Regions from separate parts of the Mus musculus genome. Here region 1 is linked to region 2. A link is a contact called in public HiChIP or PLAC-seq data. All regions are on one chromosome and are shown on one strand. Each heading gives the region's core, a stretch centred on a gene start, on an enhancer-like site or on the middle of the called end of the contact. The rest is flanking DNA. Distances are from core to core; before and after follow the strand shown. Region 1 has its middle 48 kb from the start of Gm31590. Region 2 has its middle 180 kb from the start of 4930528P14Rik.

Region 1 (4,796 bases), core at 77-2,576, 690 kb before region 2:
TTGTTAATGTATTTGTACTTTTCTGCTTTCAGTCTAGGTTTCTGCTTTGTAGGAAGGAGGAGGTACAAGGAGGGGGAGGGGAGCAGAACACAAAGACTATCTAGTTCTCACCGAGCAGGTTTCAAAATAGAACTTAATGGGAAGAAAGAATAAAAATAAGGAGGAGTGTGAGAATTGTGCATTACAACAAATTTACCAGTACACGAAGAATTTTTTTTCCTTTTGAGGATTTTGTTTTCTTCATATTGAAACATTTTCAAATTTTAATCCTTAGCAGACAAAACCTCAATATAAATATGACATGGGCCACTGGCAAAAAAAAAAAAAAGAAAAAAAAAAGAAAAAGAAAAAAGAAAAGAAAAAAGAAAGAAAGAAAAAGAAAAAAGAACTTAAACTCAGTGCCCAGAGGGGAGGGGCGCAGGGAGAAGAGAGGGCCCTTTCTGATTAATAACTAGCAGGGTAATGTTGAGGGCTTTTTCTGCCCGATTGCCTTTTTGAATTAGAGCCGATTTCTTCACACTTCAATAGTGCCTGTCTCCTTTAAAATGATTGGCAGATCTGTTTCTCTTTTTTCTCTCCCTGAGACTTAATGATGTAAATTTTCTAATTAGTTAAATCATATTGCTTAAAGGGCTAATATTTACCGTGTAAGAAATGATCATTCTGATTTGGACCTCTTGAAATATTTCGAGAAATAACATTTGGCTTTTAGGTTGAGGGATGGGGTGGGGGGAGGGGGGAGGCGCTAGTGGAGTGAGGGAAGGCACGGACCGGCAACATGTTAAATTAATAGTTCAAGTTGAGCTGGGCTCACACCCCAAGTCCGCTTTTATTTTTCAATCAGCGAAGATTTAATTGGCAGCCCTCGGGCCGGGCGATCTGATATTTTCTCATTAGTTTCCCATCACTAATCTTGAGTGGTAGGTTGTCTTACAGGTTGTCAACATTTGACCAATTTTATTTAAGGGGGGTGGGGGGTGGGATGGGGGCGCATTATGACTTCGGGATGTGAGACCTGCAAATAAATCCTGCTTGGATCAGCGGAACTAACAGGCGAAAAAAATGTTGACTATTCATCGTCGTTTCTAATAAGTTGCATTAATATATATTTCAAGAGGGTGTGATTATATGTGCTCTGTAAAGACACAGATGAAAAGAGGTCGGAGCTGCAGCACTAAACTAGTTGAAGTGAAACGTAGATACATTTCCAGCCGAAGGTAAATAAGCCGAGTGGAATCGTTGTTGAGGGTTTAGGAGGTACGATCCTCCTCCCCTTCCTCTTGCAGCTGCGTGAAACCGCCAAGCCTGTGTCACCGAGCTCTGAGCGGCTCCGCGGGCTGGTCCACAGATAACATCAGAGCGCCCCCTGCTGGCCTTCAGGGCAGACCGCGGCGGGACAGCCCCCCGCGAAGCCAACGGTGTTTTTCTGCGCCCCCCACCCTTCTCCACCTACCCTTTCCACTACTCTCACCCTCGTCCGCTGCAGCGAGGGAATAGCTTGTCATGGCTGAACATTTAAATGAATAAATTTTAAAAATAATAATAAAACAGGAAAGTACTCACACCTTTCACTTGGCCTCGGGGAATAAACGACCAAATGCCTAAGCAAAAGGATTCGTTTTCTAATCTCCTTATTCTGTAGGGGTTTGATCAAGTTTGCTTTTTCCCCCCTTGCAGATTTAACTTCCAAAGATATATTTTAATGGACAACCCTGAAGGCTTTTTATTATTATTGCTATTAAAAAATAGATATCTGATGAGGGGCAACAAGAAATGCCAAATAATATTTCTTGTACTTGTAAAAGCAAACTCCGGGGGGGGGGATTTCACAGGTTTATAAAAGTCTACAGGAATCGCTTTTGGAATTTAAGCAGTTCTCAATTTGAGGTAATTCCTTTTGCACACATCTTTGGGATCCCAGAGCATTCAAAATGTGTGTGTGTGTGTGTGTGTGTGTGTGTGTGTGTGTGTGTGTGTGTGTCTGTCTGTCTGTCTGTCTGTCTTAGTTGTCACAGTATCCATACACAAACAGGTCTTTTCCATGCCTGTGTTTTTCTTCCCTGACCCTGTTTTCTTGCTTTTGCTGAACGCGGACAGAGCGGCTGAAGCGCACCCCAATATCCTGCCGCCTCCGGAGTGTAAGCACTTCATCTCTCTGCACCGCAAGGTGCGCCGTTTGGTTTCAGAGAGTTGGGGTTTGGTGCACAGCGGCGTACTTCTAGCGTCCAGATTACTCTCTCCTGGGATTTCTGCACAGGGTAGAAGGCGCAAGCAAGCAGGTAACGCGACCCATCTCCATCGCCTCTGCCTCTGGGAGAAGACGCTGACAAAGCAGCCGTGTCAGAAGGGTCTCCCCGCCGCAGTTGGACCCCCCACATCAGACATGGCAATCTACCACGCGGAACGACTTTGGCTTCTCAGGGAGTTTTTGGTTTTTATTTTAAAGAATCAGATTGCGGGTTTTTCTGAGAGCAATTCTGAGGAACGAGGCTCTGGGGAAGGAAAGAACGGTGCATTTGGAAAAGGTGTGTCTTTCCTCCCCAGTGCTTCTAATTCTTGGATTGCGCAATCCATTCTCTACCCTGGCTCTTCTGCAGATTCCACTTTCACATCTCAGATCCCCACCCTCGTTTGTGGATGTTGGAGGTCTGGGTCAGGCACCCTGGGACCCCACAGAAAGGGGCGCTTCTAGGAAAAGGCAGTGGTGGGAGTTAACCCAGATCTTTTGGGCAGAATAGGGATGGCTAAGTGCAGCTGAGCTTGAAATATTGTTAGGGACTATTGTAATAACTGAGATAGATTTAAATATGCACCAGCAAGCAAGCTGTTATGCCGAGAAGGAATCTGTTTTGAAGTTCATTGCATTACTTTAAAAGTACATTCTTCTCTGAGGAAGTCTGCCACTGCGGTTGACTTTTTTGAAAGGTCCCCTTTAAGCTCAGTAAAGTGTAAGAGAAGTTACTGCACAACACATGGACCGCCTTAAATATATGTGTACATAGGTATTTGCGTGCCCAGGGAATGCATAGCTGTCCGTGCAACTATATAAACACAATAAAACAAACACAAGGGAGTGGACCCCGCTGCAGCTGAACTCAGAACAAGAAGCAGTCAGCACTATACTCTCACACTCACGAGGGAGGAAGGGTAGAAATCCCACTGTGTTTGGTTACAAACAGCTTAATAAAATTGGGAGGCATTGACAGTCTGGTCAGTGTTCTAAATAAATTGACACGAAGGTCCTCCAGAAGAGACAGAAAATACCTCACCATCAATCTTAAGCCACTTGCCGATTATGATTGCAAGAAAGAGATCACCGAGACTTAGCTTCTCAAATGGCTTGTTAACAGCCCCATGCCTATGTTTTGGCAACAAAATTAACTCTCCAGGAGGAAATAAAATTTTAAAATTTGTTTTGTTTTGCTTTAAAGGCAAAGAAAAATCATCCAAGGAACTTGCTTTTAACACCCTGGATTTGTTGCTGGTCAGAGACTGCTCTTCCCTTCTAGTTTGCTCAGTTGGGCCGACAAAAGAAACGGGATCAACTGATACCTCCATGGGATAAAAGAAAACACTAATATCAGCCTTTAGTTTTCCCTCTTGCTTAGAAGAACTTTATTTTTAATGTCCAGCGTTTTTGTGGTTGAAAGTTGTGCAGATGTAAAAGATGTTAGTTACCTTGTCCACAGCTATCAGGCGACTGGTGTCACTTGAATTTTGCAAGCTTTTTGTATCCATTTGAGTTCGTGAGAAAGAGAATTAGATACCAATATTGTGCACTTTCAAGTAGGTACCCTCCACCCCATCCCTCTCTCAACAGCACCCAAGCCTGCATCTGAATCCTGATGCCCTAATAACCACACTTTACAGAAAAAGGTGGTTAAGCTTTCCATCACTGGGCAGTCTGACAAAGATGCAGCCTCTCTTTGCCCCTAGAGTCCCAAGAAAGAGTGTCTCCACATACGCAAATATTTTTTTTCTATGTTTTCCTTAGAAACTTGAATTGGGTGAACATTTCGGAGGGGTCCTGAATAATTAACATTTCAAAAGGCAAAATGCTGAACAAAGAGAGACAGGTACCAACAACAAAAATATAAAATGAACCGTGCTTTAAAAAAAAAAAATCAACTGTACAGTTACAGATGCCACATCTCAACCTCTCTCACCGAGTGACCCGCTCTCCTAGCACTGAAGCCCTCTCTCCACCAGAGATTCAGGAAAACTGGGGTGTCTGGGGAGAGAGAAAGGGATGGGACCTCCTGGCAGCCTACTCTTCCCACCTGTTCCCTCCGCCCCAAGCTAGATAGAAGTGGCGCCCAGACTCCAAGTGACACTCATCAGGGTGTGTCGCCAAACCAAAGTGGAAACCCAAGTAAGTCCCCGAAGGCCCAGCAGTCTGCCAAAGGGACAAGACCTTAGGGTCGGAGGCACACGCCACCGCCCGTCTGACTGCCTGGCGGGCTGCCTGCGCTTGGGTGGACAAAAGGCTCACTGGCTACTCTAGTGTCGCAGCTGTTCTGTGTCATTCGATGGAGAGAGCAGGCGCTGCAGTGGTGGTGCGCGCGCGCGCGTGCACGGCACACACGTGCACTTGTGTCTGTATCCAGACTCAGGCACTCAACTGTCTAAGTTCCTGGCTCTACTCAGGCCCCTCAGCAGATCCCACCGCATCCCTATGCTACCTGTGTCCCCGGAGCCACGCCCAGACAGGTGTGCCCACCGTGAACCGCAAAGCCTCAGGGTAAAGACTCATGCGAGGAGAGTCAAGAGGCCATAGGCTAGGCGGGGGTCAAGAA
Region 2 (4,476 bases), core at 1,721-4,220:
ACATCCCAGAAATTTATGACACAGTTTTTGTTTCTACCTGTTCATTGCTCTGCAATTATTGGGCTGAAAATTAGTTTAGATGTGATAATATTATATATATATATATATATATATATATATATATATATATATATATATACACACATATATACACTTAATATTATATACATACAATATATATACTTACATATTATACACATACAATATATATACATATACACACACATACATATACACATATACACACATATATGTATAGATAGATATAGATAGATATCCATCACTGAAGAATAACATCACACAGTGATGGAGAGTGCTAGACATCGTCCTCTATCCTCATGCTAAAGAGAATTCTTTAACTTTGAAAAGATATCCTCTGAAATTAAAAAAATAATTATCAACTTTTATCAATTTGATATAATAGTGAAATTATCATCCCTTTTTATGTGTTGAATTGTCTTAATTTTTTAACTTTGTAATTGTTTTTTCTTTACTTCTTTGTTTCTTCTATATTTCCCTTCCCTTCCCTTCCCTTCCCTTCCCTTCCCTTCCCTTCCCTTCCCTTCCCTTCCCTTCCCTTCCCTTCCCTTCCCTCCCCTCCCCTCCCCTCCCCTCCTCTTCCTTCCTTCCTTCCTTCCTTCCTTCCTTCCTTCCTTCCTTCCTTCCTTCCTTCCTTCCTTCCTTCCTTTTCTTGCTTGCTTTCCAGTGTCTCATGGCTGGCCTTGAACTCATAAACATGAGCCATCCCACCAAGCTGAACCTTATAATTCTGAAATATACATCTATACAGTGATTTCATTCTACTTGGATAAATTTGATTATGATACAACAGAGTATCAGTGTTACCAGTCAGATATGTAATGAGGAAAAAGAAAGTGCATGTTTAGTTTAGGTCATTATAAGCCATTCTGCATGCACAAACAACTAAATGTTTTCTAGAGATATCTTCCTGCCAGTTAAACTGGGGGAAGTAATTTTTAATAGTATTTTAAACTTTCGGTATGTTTTTGTTTATGAAGGTTGAAAATGCAAGTGATGCATATGAAAGTCATAGCATTGGATGCAAATTGATTTTAGTGGCTAGAAGTACAAGAGTTTTAGGTTTCCTTTTTCAGATTTATTCAAGATTTAATTTCAAATAAATTTTTTTCTAATGGAACATATTGGTGTAGATTTTTTATCTGTTACTTTGAGCCCGCCATATGAAGCTAGAGATGTTACTAAATAGTCTAGGTGAGAAAGAACAGCTTTGGCATCATGTTTCCCCAGTACTGTGGCTGTAGGTACGATATACACCAGCAGACAAAGAAGAGAATGACTCTTGCAGCATCTTGCCAAGCTTTCACATTTCAACGTAAAATTTCAATGTACCATCAGCCTTATAAACACATATATCAACTAACTATAGATAGTGTTGCCTTCCAGAAATTCATTCTGTGTCCTAATGTTTAGGAAGTTGAGATTTTGTCAAATGAGTTTTGAATCAGCTCTAATGACGCCATTATTTAGATGTTTGATATATTCTTTAGTCATTTTTTATTACTTATTGAGAAATCAATTGACTTCATCAGTTTCATCTGTGTTGTTTTCAAGTGTACTGTCATAGGATAGCCCAGGGGTAAGTCACTTGCCCATCATCTGCAAGGTTCTAGGTTCAACTTCCAGCATTCCAGGACTGTTATAAAGGTATTCTACATTTTCACATATAATCTTCTAAAGTCCCAAATTCTTTAATTTTCTCTCTTTTTTCCTACACTATTTTTAATTCTTAGTTTTCTTGATTGTGGGTGCTTGTGAGTTTCTTTAACATAGTTTCCTTCACTTTTCCTATACTCCTAGTCTATAGAGGTAACTTGTGTTTTCTTCATTATGCCTTTCTGCTGAAGTGAAACTGTATTGCCTACCATAAAAATAGAGATCTTTGAGATGCAGCTAGATAAAGTTTTCTCCTTTCATATGTTATTCAGACTTTCAGGTCAAAAGGAATGCATATAAGAGATCTCAGTACCCTTGCTTCTCTGTCCTGTTAATATCCTCAGAGAAACTTCTATCACTGCTTCTAGATTAGTCTGTTTATGAATTTGATGGAACTCAAAATTGATATTTATCCTAGTTGGAGAAACTCTCACATGGGGTCTTCTTGACCTACACACACACACGCACACACACACACACACACACACGAGAGAGAGAGAGAGAGAGAGAGAGAGAGAGAGAGAGAGAGAGAGGGAGAGAGAGAGAGAGAGAGAAAGGAATTTTCAAAAAAGCTCCAGCCAGCCACAGTGTTTAATGAGGACACATGAATGAGGAAGTGACAGGTAACAGAGGTAATTATAAATACTGATGTAGATCTCATAATAATTGTAAGTACAATCATATTTTCTTATTGTCTTTTCTTTGGTATATATCTGTGTGTGTGTGTGTGTGTGTGTGTGTGTGTGTGTGTGTGTGTGTAAATTTTGTGTATACTACCCAATTTTTTTTATCCTCAGTGTTTCCTGAAGTTTATGATTTAACTGAATTTAATTTGCCTGTGTATTTTTAAATATGCCCTCCTTCTGTAGGCTAGCTGGAACTCCCTTTGTAGCCTAGTCTGGCCTCAGATGTATGAAAACCCCCTGCAACAGCCTCCTAAATATAAAATTTGATGTTTTATGTTGAAAAATACCAAATAGAGTTGGCCATTATAGATTGGATGAAGGAAACATCCCCAAGGACCCAGTGATAGAGCTAGAGATTTGGGACTTTCCAGGCTTTCAGAGTTTAGCTTGTTTCTCTGACACAAGATCTAATTGCATTGCCTAAAACTGGAACAGGTTTCCACCATTATTTGAACACTAAGGTGGAAGTCAGAGTTTGAATTCTGAAATGACTCAGTGAGCATCGATGATTCTCTGCTTCCTCGTGACTTGTCTCCTGTTTACCTTTCCACTGCAAGTATTACTCACTTGTGTGTCCCTCAACCTTTGTGAGCAAGATGTCATTTATAACACTGTAGAGCTGTGACCATCTTTGCTGTGTTCTTCTGTTAGATACTGTGTATCTGAAGCTCACTATGTCACAGACTTGGCAGGTCCATCACTGTCTGTGCTCTGCTCCTCTCTCGGCTTACATTTTATTTACTTTTGACCTCTGAGGGTCTAACCAACTGATCAATGCACTTAAAAAGAACAATGAAACTGTCAGTACATTGAGGTGGCTATCAATAAGAATATAAATCTAAACTACCTGCTGTGTCCTGATTCAGTTGCACTATGCAATGGCAACTTTCTTAGTATTTTTTTTGTAGTTTTATAATTCGTCTTTATTGAACATAATTTGTTTCATACAATATACTCTGATCATGTTTTCTCCTTCCCCAACTCTCCCCAGATCTCCACATCCCATTATTTGATGGGAGAGGACCGTGGATCTCAAGGATGTTCTTGGTGGCTCTTTCATTTTTCCCTTACATTTGTGTTGCTGTTAGCTAAATATGCATGGCAGAAGACAGAATCTATCTGGTAATTCAAAAGCCTCTTTCTAAGAGTTATTTCCCATCCAAAGGGCATGGAATGATGGGTGCGCCGAACATTCTGAACATCACATAGTGTTCAAGTGTGAAGAAGCAGTAGCTCTTTATGGTGCTTCAAACCACCAATTTCTGACCCAATTTCTTCCTCAGCATAAGACCTTTGAGGAAGCACGGTTACAAGATGACTGTTCTTGTAAATCTATGCCCATGAACTATGTCTACAGTATTTCTTGTTGGAGCTGTGAATCGATGGCCTTGTATGCCCTTTCCTTTGTACCATCTGAGATCATAATTAGCAGTCTCAACATTCTGCTGGTTCTAACCGTCATCTGGTATCTATTATATCTGATGAGTGGTTTGCCATCAGCTCAAATGCCTTTTCCTTGCAGATTATCAGTCCTGCTTGCCTGGCAGCTTCTATGATTTTTTTTTTCTTTTCTATAGTCTGCAGTTGAAACAAGCATTGTCTATTTTTTTTTAATTCAAACATTTCTATTTGTCCTGCTTCATACTTTCAATTGCTTTGATCTCAGAACATTAAGAAAATTCTTTTTCTTCAAATGCTTCTTCCACTCACAGTACTCATGGTCCTGCAGCTCCAGTGCCCTGAAGGGATTGTGTACCCCATACACCCAGGGCACCCTGAGCTCCCCATCACATGCTTCTGCTTTCCCCTTCCACACTACGATATGGAAAATTCTTTTTTAGCAAAATTGGTCCCTTCTCAACTCTGTTCAGTGCTAATGTTGCTATGTCTCTTGATATGTTGCATTTTGACTAGTGTATGTCTCCGTGACAGCATTCCTAATTTGTTTCCTATCTTCTCAGTCCCACTTCATAATGCGCATTGTTCTTCTGTTATCTCTCATTTCTTTCTTTCTTTTTTTTTTCATAGAGCATGGTCTTCATTTGTACTTGGCCATTGAGCATATTCATATTAAAACTTAGCTAAGATGGTTCAT

What was found. HiChIP or PLAC-seq counts read pairs in DNA pulled down with a chosen protein or histone mark.
Region 1: a contact with region 2 is called in an HNF4G HiChIP or PLAC-seq map of pancreatic cancer cells. The contact joins two enhancer-like sites. A contact is called at or near these places in 1 of 115 datasets of contacts at active chromatin or transcription factors (pancreatic cancer cells) and 1 of 9 other capture datasets (embryonic stem cells).

Annotation. Positions count from the first base shown.
Region 1 is chr2:115,852,536-115,857,331 of GRCm38.p6, reverse strand. No RefSeq gene overlaps it. Among named protein-coding and RNA genes, the nearest start is that of Gm31590, 48 kb to the right of the region's middle. Within about 2 kb of position 1,326, at least 48 of the 459 cell types and tissues checked have an H3K27ac peak or open chromatin away from gene starts, as enhancers often do. A contact at or near this core is called in pancreatic cancer cells, where this site is marked.
Region 2 is chr2:115,164,720-115,169,195 of GRCm38.p6, reverse strand. No RefSeq gene overlaps it. Among named protein-coding and RNA genes, the nearest start is that of 4930528P14Rik, 180 kb to the left of the region's middle. Within about 2 kb of position 2,970, at least 3 of the 459 cell types and tissues checked have an H3K27ac peak or open chromatin away from gene starts, as enhancers often do. A contact at or near this core is called in pancreatic cancer cells, where this site is marked.